Linked DNA regions of Zea mays: region 2 is linked to region 1. The links are chromatin contacts, called in public Hi-C maps. All regions are on one chromosome and are shown on one strand. The core of a region is the stretch at or near the end of the contact, and the rest is flanking DNA. Distances in the headings are between cores, read along the strand shown.

What was found. A called contact is a pair of places that touch in the nucleus more often than the background predicts.
Region 2: a Hi-C map of leaf shows a contact between it and region 1, with 3 times the contacts expected there. The contact joins two enhancer-like sites. A contact is called at or near these places in 3 of 25 Hi-C or Micro-C datasets (ear and leaf).

Annotation. Positions count from the first base shown.
Region 1 is chr2:64,559,162-64,563,863 of Zm-B73-REFERENCE-NAM-5.0, forward strand. No RefSeq gene overlaps it. Among protein-coding and RNA genes, the nearest start is that of LOC103646537, 23 kb to the right of the region's middle. Within about 2 kb of position 2,575, at least 17 of the 20 cell types and tissues checked have an H3K27ac peak or open chromatin away from gene starts, as enhancers often do. A contact at or near this core is called in leaf, where this site is marked.
Region 2 is chr2:64,731,356-64,736,057 of Zm-B73-REFERENCE-NAM-5.0, forward strand. No RefSeq gene overlaps it. Among protein-coding and RNA genes, the nearest start is that of LOC100285811, 25 kb to the left of the region's middle. Within about 2 kb of position 2,271, at least 10 of the 20 cell types and tissues checked have an H3K27ac peak or open chromatin away from gene starts, as enhancers often do. A contact at or near this core is called in leaf, where this site is marked.

The DNA of each region.
Region 1 (4,702 bases), core at 1,325-3,824:
AACTGGAACAGAACGGCTCCATTCTACTTGGCTCTCCAACCAAACACTACCTTAGAGGGGGCACATGAGCTGGCATACTATCTGTAGAGGGCCATGGCAGTTGGCAAAAATGCCCTTCCCTATTAACATTGCAAGCTTGGTGTGCCAGCTACACTCTATTGTGGGTTGTGGCAACTCTATGAGTGAGGAGGTATCCATAATCGGTGTTGGAGACATCGATGGATGGATACGGTGGTGCTCAGGCTACAATTTATTGAGGCTCGTTAAGTGCAGTGTAGTGGGGAAGGTGTGATGATGTTAGAGTTAGGGTGAAAGGGGCTTGCTTTGTGGTCCTTTAGCAAGCCATGGTAGGCACATGGCAAGTACTATTCCTCCTACTAAATTTTGGGTCATGTCGTGCCACCTAGCATACCTAGGAAGCATCTTAAGTATGACCCTAAGCATCAAACTAGGCCCGACTAGGCTTAGTCACCATCAAGTCGAGTCATGCTTGTGCTAGGCCAAAAAGACGAGCTTTGTGTCATCCCTTCGAGCTGCTAGATGCATGTCAATCCATATAGGAGCGAGTCTATTAAAGGGCCTTGGCTTGGTAGGAGTGTGGGCGAGGCTGTGCAATGAGGGTGTTTCCCAACATAGATCTTTTTAGACATCATCTAAGGCATGATACCAATATTTGTGATATTCTTCAACAAAAATAGCTATAGCGGTTGAAAAGATCTAAGGACGCTTAGAGGGGTCAATAGACTATTAAAATTTTCTACAAGAACAATAACACTAAACATGTTTAATAGTGTGACAGACAATTATAAAAGCCACTATTTTTCTCCCATATTATATATAGTGCATGCTTCCCTAAACAATTTGCAATCTCCACATCCGATCCCATAAAATCATTAAATTTGGCAAATGCTTTCTCTTTTATCAGTGATCCACTATCAACTAGATCGATGAAGAATATCTAAAATCTGCTTTTGGATAAGTGATTCCCTTGTCACTACATTCTTGGATCCCACCTTAACTCCAAACCTGGTAGCTTGCACACAAGTTAAAAGAGGCATTCTTAACAACAAGTGGTGAGCTAACAAGACCTAACACTAAGCTACACTACTGATTAGAGAGCAAGAATTAAAGTAGCAACCAAACAAACTACTAGCCTAGACAAACTACTCAAGCAACTACACAAGCACAATTAATGAATTGAAAATATTAGTGTAGAAAGAGCAACCCTATAACTCTCAAATGAAAAGAACTGGATCCTCACCAATCCCGACAAACACAATCACCAAGTCAAGCAAGTGAGTGAGAAGTTTGTTTATCCTTAGGGATGTATATATGTCAACATGTGGACAAGAGATCCACTGACAGAGCAATCATCTATTCATATAGGACTAGCATATAGCCCATGATAACACTACGATCCTATAGAGGGAAGGAGAGGGGTCAACGATGGTGGTAGTGTGAGGGGAGGGGTTGGCGGTGGCGGCATGAGTGGGGGCGAGGGTTGCAGGGATGCGGGGGAGGGGAGGCTGGGGGCGGCGAGGTCGCGGGGGAGGGGGAGGTATGATTCAAATAATATTGTTCATTGGATTTGAGTGAGTCAGAGAGAGAGGGTTATCCAACGATCTAAACCATTGGTTTTGATGGTGTATTAAGTCTGTGTGTAATTTGTTTGGTGAATTTAATGGAGGTTATGGATGTGGGGTGATTTGGTTGTGTGGGTTTTGTTAAGTTTAAACTGGTAGATTATATAGTGGGGTAGACTACAGGAGCGAGAAGTTCTAGTCCTTATACCTCTCAAACAACACCTATGTGCTGTGGCACTCAAATCGGCTTATTGGGGCTAGTCTGACTGTTCACGTGCAATGGCCGGGAAAATAAGCTCCCAACGTTAAACTGCTAAACCGAGTTACTCTGGTGATTTGTTAGGGTGTGTTCAGTTAAGGAGTGGAGGAGAATGAAGCGGCTCCATTCCTATTTTCTATATGTTTGATTTCCAACGAAAAAGGGGCGGAGCAGCTCCTAGAGTCTCCACATGGGATATAAATAGTTGAGATGCTCTCGTTCCACCAAAATGACCGGACACGAGCCGTCTCCTGAACACGAGCCCTCTTCTTCCTCTCCTTCCATCCACACTTTATGGCTCTCCAACCAAACGAGGAACATAACGGCTTCGCTTTATTCTATTTTTTACCAAACAAAAAATAGAGTGACTTCGTTTATTTGTCAAACATAGAATATAACGGTTCCATTCTCAAAAACTGTAATAGAGTTGCTCTGCATTCGAATTAACTCCATAATCAAACACACCGTTACTTATCCGATGACTCATACAACAGACTAATCTGGTGTTATACAAAGACGTCCCAAACTTGATTTTTCATCAAAAAATATGGTAGTGTCTCATACTCTCATGTGCATGCTCCCGTGCTAGCAGTCAGACTGGTGCCCCGTTGTAATTCTACCAGCCATTGTTGTTCAGCAGGCCCAACGGCCCACTTAACCTAAGGACCAGATTATGCGTTCATGGGTTTTTGAATTCACTTGCTCCAATGTGTCGAAAAGGGCTAGCGGTCTAACCGGCTTGGGCTAATAGTCAAACTGCCAGGAACTCCAGGTCGGCCCAAATATCGTGTGAGCAGTACTTCGTGTGGGCTTGTTACCGGATAAATCCAGTGAGGCACAAGATAGCCCCCAAAACTCCATTTTCAAATTGTTTCAATGTGCTAGCTTTTTGCAAGTGTTCCTACACTTTATTTATGTGACTTAGTATTTTTCAAATATTGTTAATGATTTTCTCTTGTATTCTCACCATATTACTATGTCATAGTGCAAATGTTAGCACTAAACAATCGTCGTCACTTAAGAGCCCCTATTACAATATTGGCTATCTATCCGAAATGTAACAATAAAAGCAAAATCCTAATATTATACATTTTCTGATATAGATATAGATACAAGTATAGATATAGATATAGATATGTGAGCAGTAATGCTTTGTCTCATATAACACGCAGGTGATCTGATAGATGACCAGTGGCCGTCGTCTCTTAATTACATCTGTAGGGGCTATAGATGTCATTATTATTAGAAGGGACACCTATTGTTTACTCTATACTTGATCCCATGGCTATAGTTCGAGATACAATTGTATATTTCATGATAATTTGATTCCATAAAATACATAAATATATATGTGGCTAAATATTTTTATTTTCTCATATTTGTGTGAGACTTTTCTCAAAGTATATTTATGTTAATACATGCATAGGTGCATATAGATAGATATAAGACGGTCTCCAGCACCCACGATAAAACGTCATGTACTCTAAAATTTAGATAAGATTCATGTCCTCTACGCATGCACACAACAACGTCCTCTAAATGATTCTATAAATTTAGGAAACGCTGCAGGATTCTCTATATAGAGAGTTTATCTCTCCTTTTCTCTATACATTTTAATACTTTAAATAACAGATTTAGTAAAATTAAAATATGTACAATGCGTTTAAGAGTATAACAAATACATGCATAAAAAAATAAAAATAAAATATGTCTCTAATATATGTATATTTACGTATATAGAACGAGATATAAAGGACACTGCCGGAAATAAAGATATATCGGTGAGAGATTTTTTTAAGGAAAGTCGGTAAATGACGGATATAGATGATAAATATAGATGACGTTGTTGAAGACAGTCTAAACTCACAGGACACGTTTGTGACCCGGCCGGTGATGTTTGTGACCGTCTCCTAGATTCGTAATGGCCTAATGGGTATGTATTTGTTAGGAAATATAATAGATATCGGATACGTATCTAATTGATTCGGACGGACTCTTTGGATGAACGAACCTTAACTATGAATATTTATGGCTATAGTTCGAGATACAATAAACTATTGCATGAAAATTTGATTCCATATATAACGTGCCTGGATAAGTGAACAAATATTCCTCTCTTAGTCATATTTGCGTCACACTTCTCTAGAGTACATTTCTGTTAAATACACGTGATAGATAGATAGATAGGTAGATAGATAGATAGATAGATATAGAATTAATTTAACAGAGGGACACTATACATATAGAGAGATAGATGATAGATATATAGTCAGGCTGCAAGAGATATATAATATATCATGCATTATACTCATTCTCTATTACATAAAACATACAATGTACACGGTGGCACCATCTCTAACTTTGGCTGAAGCAGCAGTTCAGCTGTAAAGAGATTTTGGCTGTATTTATTTCTTTATGTACGGGTGGCAAAGGTCACACATAAACAACATATCCAGAAGTTCTTGTAATTAAGAGTCATCTAGACTCCAGAACATCTCTAATATTTTTATAAATCAATTACTCACATTAATTATTAGATGTCTCAGTATAGATTACTACATTAAATCAATTAGTTATATCATAATTAGCTACCACTAGAAAAAGGCTCGATGCCTACGGCCGAGGTATAACTTTTACATGCAGTTTTGGTTATCGAATGCAAGTAAAATAAAATTTACGGCCTGATTCAAGGAACAATAGCTGGAAACATATTTTTATCGACAATTTTCGTAAAAACCGTAAGTGCAAATTGTGTATTTTTACTAGTGGTTTTCTTAAGGAACCACCCATAGAAATAATTCAACATCGACTTTTGAGTTTTTCAAATGACTTCGTATGAAAAAACCATCAAAATAAAAGT
Region 2 (4,702 bases), core at 1,021-3,520, 170 kb after region 1:
AACTTGTCCCCGTGTCATGATATCATATGTATAGGCTGTGATAAAAATTTTAGAGTATTTGAAGAAAGTTGTGAGACACTATGTGTAGAAACCTAAGAGGACTACACATGAAATCATAGAGTTTCAATGTGGATCTCTTAGGTTTCTACACATAGTGTCTCACAACTTTCTCCAAATACTCTAAAATTTTTATTACAGCCTATACATATGATATCATGACACGGGGACAAGTTTCATGATTTTCTGACTTTGTTTGTGTTTTATACAATTTTTAAACACGTGGATGCCAAGTTCACAGCCATGTTTAGTGAGCATGTTGCTCGAAGTTTCCGGTACGCTTCTGAAATCGGTCGTAACTTATGCTAAGTACCATGAATATCATTTTTCATGCACGGTTTTCCAAGTTTCGAGTGACCTGTAGTTCAAATTTGAATTTTCCGAAGAAATTCAAATAAACGAACTAAATCTACTAGATATTGCAAACACTGTTATAATTGTCCCAAAATGATACATGTAGATCTATATAGTTTAGAAACATACCACAAAAAGTTTGGTGCTGAAAACAAAAAAAAAATACAAATGTACTTTGCCGAGTGTCGAGTGGTTGACACTCGGCAAAGTAGGCTTTGCCGAGTGTCCAGGGGTGGCACTCGACAAAGAAGAGGAAAGTAGCCTTTGCCGAGAGCCCCCGGATGGCACTCGGCAAAGAAGGCGCCTTTGCCGAGTGCCGCCGATCTGGCACTCGGCAAACCATATTTTAAAAATAAAAAAAATCTTTGTCGAGTGCCGCATCGCGGGCACTCGGAAAAGAACATAAACTTAGCCGATCCGACGGCTTCTCCTTCTTCTCTCTCTCACTCACGCTCACTCGCTACACGCGCCCACGCCCGCGCCCACCCTCGCCGCCGACGTCGCGCCCACGCCCACCCTCGCCGCCGGCCACGCGCCGCCGGCCTGCGCCCGCTCGCCCGTGCGCCTGCCGCTCGCCGCGCGCCCGCGCGCCGCCCACGACCGCCGACGACCCCGCGCCGACGACCTCCACGCCGTCAACCGCTCACGACCTCCACGCCGTCACGCTCGTTCGCCGTCGTGCACCGTCCACGCCGAGTGCCCGAGAAAAAGTACTCGGCAAAGAAGTCTTTGCCGATGCACTGTTTGCCGAGCCTTCTTTGCCGAGTGTTACACTCGGCAAAGCCTTTGCCGAGTGTTACACTCGGCAAAGCCTTTGCCGAGTGTTTTTAAGGCTTCGTCGAGTGCTTCCGGCACTCGGCGAAGCTATTGATTCCGGTAGTGATACACGTTCTTTACTTCTTTTTAGGATTATAACTGTATACATATACCACTTAGCTTTTGTGTAATTCATGTTGATGCCATAGAGTGGCATGAAAATGAACTAACTTTCATTTTTTTTCAAAAAAATTGTGTGTCATGTTTCTAAGTAGTGACCCTTCCTTTTTAACAGCATCAGCTGCTGCAGGTGCAGGCAACCGCCGCCATTACTCGTGGGTACAAAGGGTGCACGCAAGGTTTGCTTATGTCCGGGAACAGCGTCCAGACACGGATCGTTTTCCGGTGCGTCAGCGCTTTAAATTCCCCGGAAAGGAGTAGTTGCGATCTGCCGGCATGCACATGATGACGAGGATACGATATCAGCCACCCGCCGGCCGGCCGGGCCGTCCCACACATCTATCGCCATGCCATGGATGCACGCAGCCTTGTCCCGCGCGATCTTCGCTATCACATCGATCCGTCGTCGTCGTCGTTCCATCGTCTGACACGGCCGGCCGGTCGTTTTCCAAACAGTAGAAAAGGTCCCAACTGGGAGATCGGTTTCGCGGGGCCGGCGGTATAGTGTACGTCCAACCAGATGCAACTGCCAAAACTGTTTTCCGATCCGGCTGCTCTCTCTCTCTCTCTCTCTCTCTCTCTCCGTCGTCGACGACGATGCATGCGCCTGCCATGCACCTCTCTCTCTCTCTCCGTCGTCGACGACGATGCATGCGCCTGCCATGCACCACTTGTCCACTTGTCACGTCGTACCCCTCGCTGATACGATCACAAGATTAATTAAACCCCACACCATGCATCGATCTAGCTAGCAAGCTCGATCTAAGATATCAAATTAGAATTCGCAGCTGATGCATACATATGGTGCATGTGTCCTTTGACTGGGCGGCTGAAGGAGCTTTGACATGCATGCATGACGATGCAGAATGCATGGGGCCGCCGGCCGGCCGGGGCGCACGCTAACGTGGGACGTCGTCGTTCGTACAACGAGATCCCAAACCGACCAAACTGCCGTGGTCCATATATATGCCTCCTTTCCTCCAATCCTGCTCCTGACGAGATTAGCTGCTGCTAGTTATTTCTGATAACTAACAGTCCTCTCTTCGCTTCATGTATTTAATTTTCGGGGACATATCCGGTGCACATAGAAGATTGGTGCACATGGTGCACATATTAAATCATCACCACTAATTTTAGATCTAACGTCTCTAGTTGATTATTTAATTTACAAATAACACCTCCACCACTACACACACTACCGGAATTTGGCTCTTTGCCGAGTGCCATATTCTTTGCCGAGTGTTTTATTTCGGGCACTCGGCAAAGAGCTCTTTGCCGAGTGCCACACAAAAAACCCTCGGTAAAAGAAAACACTCGGCGAAGAAGCTCTTTGCCGAGTGTTTTATTTTTGACACTCGGCAAAGAGTTTCTTTGCCGAGTGTCTTTTTTTGACACTCGGCAAAGGGCTCTTTGCCGAGTGTCACAAATACAACACTCGGCAAAGAGCTCTTTGCCGAGTGTTTTTTCTCCAACACTAGGCAAAGTCAATTTAAAAATCACATTTTAAAGTAGTAAATTAATTCAAATGAAAAAGTTTTCAACTACAAATTTGTATAACTCATCATGATGTACAATTTATATATTGAACATTTCTTCATATGACAAAATAAAAATAAATTTGTTCATAAAACCCATATCTCTCTCGTATAGTTTATGAAACTACGAGAGAGACGTATAGAATTTGTGCATATTGTTAGAACCATCATCTGAGATAAACAAATTATCAAACAACCAAAATAAACTTTGTAGATCTTGAGAAGTTATAGAAGTTTATAGTTGACAACTTTTTCATTTGAAGTCATATTGTCAACGAAAACTACGTCTGAATTTAAAAAATTTAAAATTTGAATTTTGAAAACGACTTCGAAAGGAAAAACCACCAACATGAAAGTTGTAGGTATTGAAGAGTTATGAAACTTTGTAGTTGACAATGTTTTAGTTTGAAATCATCTTGTTATGCAAAACTATGTTTGAATTTTGAAATTTGAATTTTTCAAACTGTCTCGAATGGAAAAACCATCAAAATAAAAGTTGTAGGTTTTGAAATGTAATGAAACTTTGTAGTTGACAATTTTTTGATTTGAAATCATCTTATCATTGAAAATTTCGTGTGAAGTTTTTAAATTTAAAATTCAAATTTTATAAACGGTCTCGGATGTAGAAACTATTAAAATAAAACTTTTAGATCTCAAAAAGTTATGCAACTTTATAGTTGGTCATATTTTCAAATGAACTCATTTAGTGCCTTAAATAATCAAATTACTCTCGATTTGTTATAGTATATGGGGAATGGAAACGTAATATAAACATAATTGGTGTAGTAGTGTAGTGGTATAGGAGGTTATGCGTGAGAGAGAGGTTGCGAGTTCGAATCTCACCATTTACAAAACATATAAGTTTGATTCAAACTAATAGTAAAAAATGATAGGGCAACGGGTAAGGTAATAGGAAGGGTTGTAGAGTTGTTCCTAGAATTTAAAAAATGTTTTGCTGTTTTTTTTTAAATTTTTTCGATTCTTAATTTGCCGAGTGTTTTTCTTTGCCGAGTGCTTTTTGACACTCGGCAAAGTCTTTGCCGAGTGTCCGAAAAAAAGCACTCGGCAAAGAACCCTTTGCCGATGAAATCTTTGCCGAGTGTAAAATAGCCTTTGCCGAGTGTCTTAGACACTCGGCAAAGAATGCGATTCCGGTAGTGACATCACCACGTTGAAGGGTGTTCTTAGTAAAATTACCAAACAACTAGAAACGTTAGATTTAAAATGAGTGGTGATGATTTAATATGTGCACCATGTGCACCAATGTTCCATGTGCACCAGATATGTTGCCTTAATTTTCACCTTTCACTGCTCCTGATGATTACCTGGCATGGTATATATGGAACGATTCGTCTTTTTTTAATTTATTCATTGATCCCGAAACGGCGGAAACCTGGATAACCGTGGTTCTGGTTTCGCTGTCGTGTATTGACCATTACTACCTCCTTACTTTTATATTTGTTACTGTTTAGTTCAATTTTGAACTAAGCGACGTCAAATATAAAAAATCCGAGGGAGTATAATTTTTTCAGCTATAATACTTTATTTGTATTGTTGAACACCAAAAATGGTCGGACGGTTTGGTCCTAGAGCCCAGATGGTTCGCAACCCCGTGACCAGATAAACACGGACGAGATTATCTCATGCGTGGTTATTTTAACCTATCCGTGTGAATCTATTGGGTCTCGCCTAGAAACGACAGATCCAGACCTTCTCCTCCATAAATATAAAGGGGTACAACCGATTGAGAATCCCTGAACACATTCCAATCGAACCAATCTATTTATCTGCATTTATCTTTCATGCCTTAGAAGTAGACA